Linked DNA regions of Mus musculus: region 2 is linked to region 1. Evidence: chromatin contacts called from public Hi-C data. All regions are on one chromosome and are shown on one strand. The core of a region is the stretch at or near the end of the contact, and the rest is flanking DNA. Distances in the headings are between cores, read along the strand shown. Region 1 has its middle 11 kb from the start of Gm51986. Region 2 has its middle 16 kb from the start of Gm23298.

What was found. A called contact is a pair of places that touch in the nucleus more often than the background predicts.
Region 2: a contact with region 1 is called in a Hi-C map of differentiating embryonic stem cells, with 5 times the contacts expected there. The contact joins two enhancer-like sites. A contact is called at or near these places in 1 of 39 promoter capture datasets (neural stem cells), 9 of 15 datasets of contacts at CTCF or cohesin (CD8 T cells, the G1E-ER4 cell line, the NIH/3T3 cell line and 3 more), 39 of 484 Hi-C or Micro-C datasets (B cells, the Ba/F3 cell line, the G1E-ER4 cell line and 19 more), 16 of 115 datasets of contacts at active chromatin or transcription factors (the HPC-7 cell line, T-cell acute lymphoblastic leukemia, craniofacial prominence and 11 more) and 4 of 9 other capture datasets (adipose tissue, embryonic stem cells, liver and 1 more).

What each region holds. Positions count from the first base shown.
Region 1 is chr12:80,728,753-80,731,536 of GRCm38.p6, forward strand. No RefSeq gene overlaps it. Among named protein-coding and RNA genes, the nearest start is that of Gm51986, 11 kb to the left of the region's middle. Within about 2 kb of position 1,254, at least 19 of the 459 cell types and tissues checked have an H3K27ac peak or open chromatin away from gene starts, as enhancers often do. A contact at or near this core is called in differentiating embryonic stem cells, where this site is marked.
Region 2 is chr12:80,894,051-80,896,750 of GRCm38.p6, forward strand. No RefSeq gene overlaps it. Among named protein-coding and RNA genes, the nearest start is that of Gm23298, 16 kb to the right of the region's middle. Within about 2 kb of position 1,366, at least 32 of the 459 cell types and tissues checked have an H3K27ac peak or open chromatin away from gene starts, as enhancers often do. A contact at or near this core is called in differentiating embryonic stem cells, where this site is marked.

The DNA.
Region 1 (2,784 bases), core at 4-2,503:
TGAGCTGACAAGACCTCAGGAGGACCTTGCCTCTCTCCCTACTTCTGTGGAGAGGTGGCCCTGATAGAGAAGGCAAAGCCTCTGCTGGTCACTTGCTGGCCATGTGGCATTGGAGAGCCACTCTTTATAATGATTTCTGTATCTATGTATGTTTATAATTGCAGGAGAGAAGTCTCTTTACTCTCATAAGGTCACGTAGATGACTATGGAGACTCCCATAATCCAGGATTTTTCTGCTCTGTAGCCTGTGACTGCCACTAGAGGTCAGGAGAGCCAGGCCCTCTAGGAGGATGCTCTGGTTAGTTGAACTAAGTGCCACACTGTCCTCTAACTTATCTGAAAAGTTTGAGCCAGGTGTGGTGGCACACGCCTTTAGTCTTAGCACTGGGCAGGCAGAAGCAGGTGGATCTCTGTGAGTTTGAGGCCAGCCTGGTCTACAGAGTGAGTTTCAGAACAGCTAGGGCTACACAGTGAAACACTGTTTCAAATCAATTATTTAGTTAATTAATTTTGGCCTTGAGATGAGAACAGGAAAGACAAGGAAAAAATAATCAATGGAAATGCCCATTGCTGCCTTCACCCCATGTCTGAGGCTGTGTGCCTATCTTTATTCAGTCAGCATTTATTGTGATTCTCTGGCGTGGAGTTGCACACCTCCATTGTCTTTTATTGGGCTTTTTATTGAGGTAAAATATGCGATCAAAATTTATCACTTGAGCCGGGCAATGGTCATTCATGCATGCCTTTAATCCCAGCACTCAGGAGGCAGAGGCAGGCTGATTTCTGAGTTCGAAGCCAGCCTGGCCTACAGAGTGAGTTCCAGGACAACCAGGGCTACACAGAGAAACCCTGTCTTATTTGAACCCCTTTTCTTTATTTTTGCTTTCTTCTTTTTCTTTTCTTTTTTTCTCTTGTCTTGTCTTGTCTTGTCTTGTCTTGTCTTGTCTTTTTGGTCTTTCAAGACAGGGTTTCTCTGTGTAGCCCTGGTTGTCCTTGAACTTGCCCTGTAGTAGATCAGGCTGGTCTCAAACTCAGAGATCTGCCCTCCTCTGTCTCTTGGGCATTTGAACCATTTCTACACATGTGACTTAGTGATGTTAAATATATTTACATTGTTGCGCAATCCGTTTCCAGAATGCTTCATTTGGCAAACCTCAGAACCCGTTAAGAGATGATCCCTGGCCCCACTCCCTGTGCTGGCAAACTCCATTCTACTTCCTGTGTCTACGGCAACTTTAGACACAGACCCAGGAAGTGGAACAAGGCAGTATTTGTCATTCTCTTTACATGTTTGTTTATTTATTGAGTGCTGTACAGCACACATGTGGAGGTCAGAGGTTAACTTGTTGGAACCAGTTCTGTCCTCCACCATGTGGGTTTCTGGGATTAAACACAAATCTTTGTCGATCTCTGTGTTTGCTCCCACTGATGAGCTGTCTTGTGAGCCAATTTTTGTTTGTTTGTCTTGTTAAAGATTTATTTTATTTTGTGTGTGCGGCTGCTTTGCCTGCACGTATGTGCGTACAGTATGCGCATGCGTGGTGTCTGAAAGGTGCCAGGAGAAGGCATTGGATCTCCTGGAACTTGAGTTACAGATGGTTGAGAGCTACCATGTGGGCATTGGGAACTAAGCCAGGGTCTTTTGCAAGAGCACCCAATGTTCTTAACCAGATTTTTTTCCCCACTAGCTTACTTCATTAGCATAGATAGCATCCTCGAGGTTCAACGGTGTGTCAGGATTTCTTTCCTTAAATAATATCCTATCACTTTAAAAAAATAAAAGCGAATTGAAATATTATTCTGACGAGTTGTTGGCCAATGGAGGGGGCCCTGTCTGTCTCACAGGTCAAAGGTTCGCTGCCCAGTTCCTACCCTTCTTTTCTTTAGGATTTCCTTCACTCTGGCTTCCTGCAGTTTAGGTAGGGATGCTTGGATGTCCACTACCGTCTTCTTCCCAGCAGATGGCAACATGCTGCAGATTCTGGTGGGAAAGTGAGCTGGGGCTCCGGCAGCAGGGGGAGGGCGGGCTTTGTGACTGCACAGCGCTGCGTGATTGGCCTGGGCTGATCTGTAGGTCATTCCTTCCTTTAGGATAGAAAACAAAGGCTCTGCTTTGACCGTCGTATACCTAGCACATTATAAACCGGACCCTTTCACACTGGTTTCTAGTTTGTGGTCTCACAACATCCCTTTCCTGGGTTTATATAATAAGGTCCATAGTGGCTAAGAACTTGCCCGAGATCACATGACTTGGAAATGGAAGTTCAGGCCCTTGCGCTCAAGGCCAGTGTTCTTTGTAGCACATCCTGGAAAATATAACATGTATTGGAACATCATTATGACACGCGTGACTGTGGATGCTCTTTTCAACTCACCCCCAGTTCTGGTCTAGATTGGAGCTTCCCATCCCTGGAGATGCTTCTCAGGAAACAAACAGTGGCGCATGCCTTTAATCCCAGCACTTGGGAGGCAGAGGCAGGTGGATTTCTGAGTTCAAGGCCAGCCTGGCCTACAAAATGAGTTCCAGGACAGCCAGAGCTACACAGAGAAACCCTGTCTTGAGAGAGAGAGAGAGAGAGAGAGAGAGAGAGAGAGAGAGAGCAGCCACATTCACCCCGCCACGGTGGTGGGGGGGAGGCGTTTGTCCTAATTGTGTTGGGGGTGCTCGAGGCAAGAGGGCGTAGGGCAGAAGTCTACTTACCATTTGTTGTGGGCACAGAGTGTTAAGACGGTAAGTATTGTGAATTTGTCAGGCATATGATATAATTGAAGGAGAAATACCTT
Region 2 (2,700 bases), core at 116-2,615, 170 kb after region 1:
GGGCTTGAGAACTGGGTGGTCAGCCCACTCAGTCCTTGAGGGGATGACGGTTTTACAGGCATGAACTAGATGAGGAGAACGCGGAGCAGGGTGTGCAGGCTGGATGATCGTGTGCTACTGGTGAGCTCTAGAGTCGATGAGTGCGTCATGACCACACAGAAGAATGTCTTCACTTAAAAAAAAAATTTAATGTGTATGAACACACTGTAGCTGTTTTCAGACACACCAGAAGAGGGCGCCAGATCACATTACAAATGGTTGTGAGCCTCCATGTGATTGCTGGGAATTGAACTCAGGACCCCTGGAAGAGCACTCAGTGCTCTGAACAGCTGAGCCATCTCTCCAGACTACGTGTTCACTTTTAAGAAGCGTGTAACAATATCTGGAGGGGGGCAGGAAGCTTTCTGTAAGTGTATAATTTCATTTATTTATTTATTTATTTATTTATTTATTTGCATGTTTGTTTTCTGAGACAGGGTTTCTCTGTGTGGCCCTGGCTGTCCTGGAACTCACTCTCTAGACCTGACCCCAGAACCCACATAGTGGAAGAAGAGAAATGACTTTTGTGAGATGTCTGACCTCCACACATGTGGGCACGTGCACAATAGTTTTTAAAAGAAATATTTTTTTTGTGGGAGAGTACAAGCTGCTCTTCCAAAGAACCCAGGTTCAATTCCCAGCACACATATGGCGGCTCACAATTACCTGTAACTCCAGTTCCAAGGACACCAGATGCCCTTTTCTGGCCTCTGTAGCGTAAGCAGGCTCGTGGTACACAGAGGTACATGAAAACAAGACACACACACACACATGCACACACACACACACACACACTAAATGTAAAAAGAATATGTTTTTAAAAAGATCCACAACTCTGGAGTAAATTCTCTGAGACTGAGAGGACAGAAGGACTAAGAATTCCCACCTGGATTTCGGCTTGTGACTCAGCCAAAGGATGCTGTCAAGGTGGCATTTGAAAATACTAAGTTCTGCCTAAACTCCCCTGGCAAAGCATTTCTGCATCCTCTGCATCCTCAGGCCTTGTGGCCCGCCGCCTCCTTGCACGGCAGGCAACCTTTCGCCAGCCTGGGAGGCCATAGGTCCCTGAACATAGGTCTCTCTTAAGAGCTGAGGCTGTACAGTTGTAAAGCGGGAGCCCGGGTTGACAGGGCAGTTTTGAAAGGAGAGAAACCACTTTCGGCTCCCCGACAGGACAAACACCCTTTTCTCTGAAAAGAGCTTACAGAAACGAGTATCCAATCACCAGCTTGGATTTAGGATCCCAGCAAGTCACACTGCACTGCACCAGAAACCAAACCTTTAGCCAGCCCAAGAGGTGGCGCTGGCACAGCCTTCTAGCGCCTTCTAGCGTCGGCGAAGGAGACGGCCTCCTCCAGGTCTGAGAGGACGAGATCTATCCTGAACTTTAGGCAGCTGTAGCCTGAGAATGGAAACGAGAGTTAGGAGTCCTAGATAAATAGTTTTCTAGAGCGGCCTTAGAACTCATCAGTACAGGGGACAATTTAATATTACAGGATTGTATTGTCTCGGTTCTGAAAGACAGATGCCCAAAATCAAGGTGTTGAAAAAGTTCCTGATGTGTCTTGAAGGCTCAAAAATCTGTTCTTCCTTCTTTTTAGATTCTGGTGATTCTTGGCCTTGCTGTTCTCATACCTGCTCCACTCCAGTTCCTCCCCGATCTTCTCACAGTGCGATGCTCTTCTTGTAAGGTCTCCAAGTGCCATACCAGGGTCCCCCTGAGCTGATACATTCTCACTGTGGCTTGCTAACATCTGCAGAGACCCTACTTCAAATTAAAGCCACATTCACAGGGACCAGGGTTGAGGAGGTATTCGAACATAGTCCATCTATCACAGATACAGTTGTTTCAACAGATATTCCTCCAACATCGGCTAAAGGCCAGGGCGGGGTGAGGGCTAGGCACACCGGACCACTTTGTACATTCTTGGTTCTCAAGTGTGCATCTTGTGACCTGTGTCTTCCTCTGCTACCCTTGTCTCTTCTGGGCCTGACAGGGTCCCAGGGACTGTGGGTATTTCATTGGCTGTGGATGAAAGGCAGCAGGGAGGGCAAGAGAGAGTAATGAAGGTTGTGAGGACAAAGAAAAGGCAGAGAACACAGGAAGGGGTGCGGAATAGTTGGGCAGAAGGGTAAACCAGGATGGGGATGAAGAGGAAGATGAAGGCCAGGCTGCATGGACCTTGGAGACTAAGTAAGTAGGAGACTACCACACAAGGCTTTATTGCATCCTCTAGGTGCCATAATTACCAGGGGTCAGGCAGAGAACTTTGAAACCAAGGTCTACATCCTAGATTAAAGTTATTAACATATCTAGAGCTTCCAGGTCACCTGGAGGCTCCCGGCAGGTGCACCTCTGGAGAAGGCCAGGGAGCTCCACTCGCTCCCAAATGCCTTCTTCTGTGTCCAGCAAACATGAATCCCTGCCAGTGCTTTGGTGCTCTGACTCACAACCATCTGTAAGTGCAGTTCCAGTGAATCCTGACGCCCTCTTCTGACCTCTGAGGGCACCAGGTGCACATGTGGTGCACAAGCATTCATACAGGCAAACACCGTGCACATAAAGTAAAATAGATAAATCTTTACAAAATAAAAAATACCCAGTCCCAGAACTGCTAACTTGCTGACAGCATTAGTCCAGAATAAAACCACATCTCTATA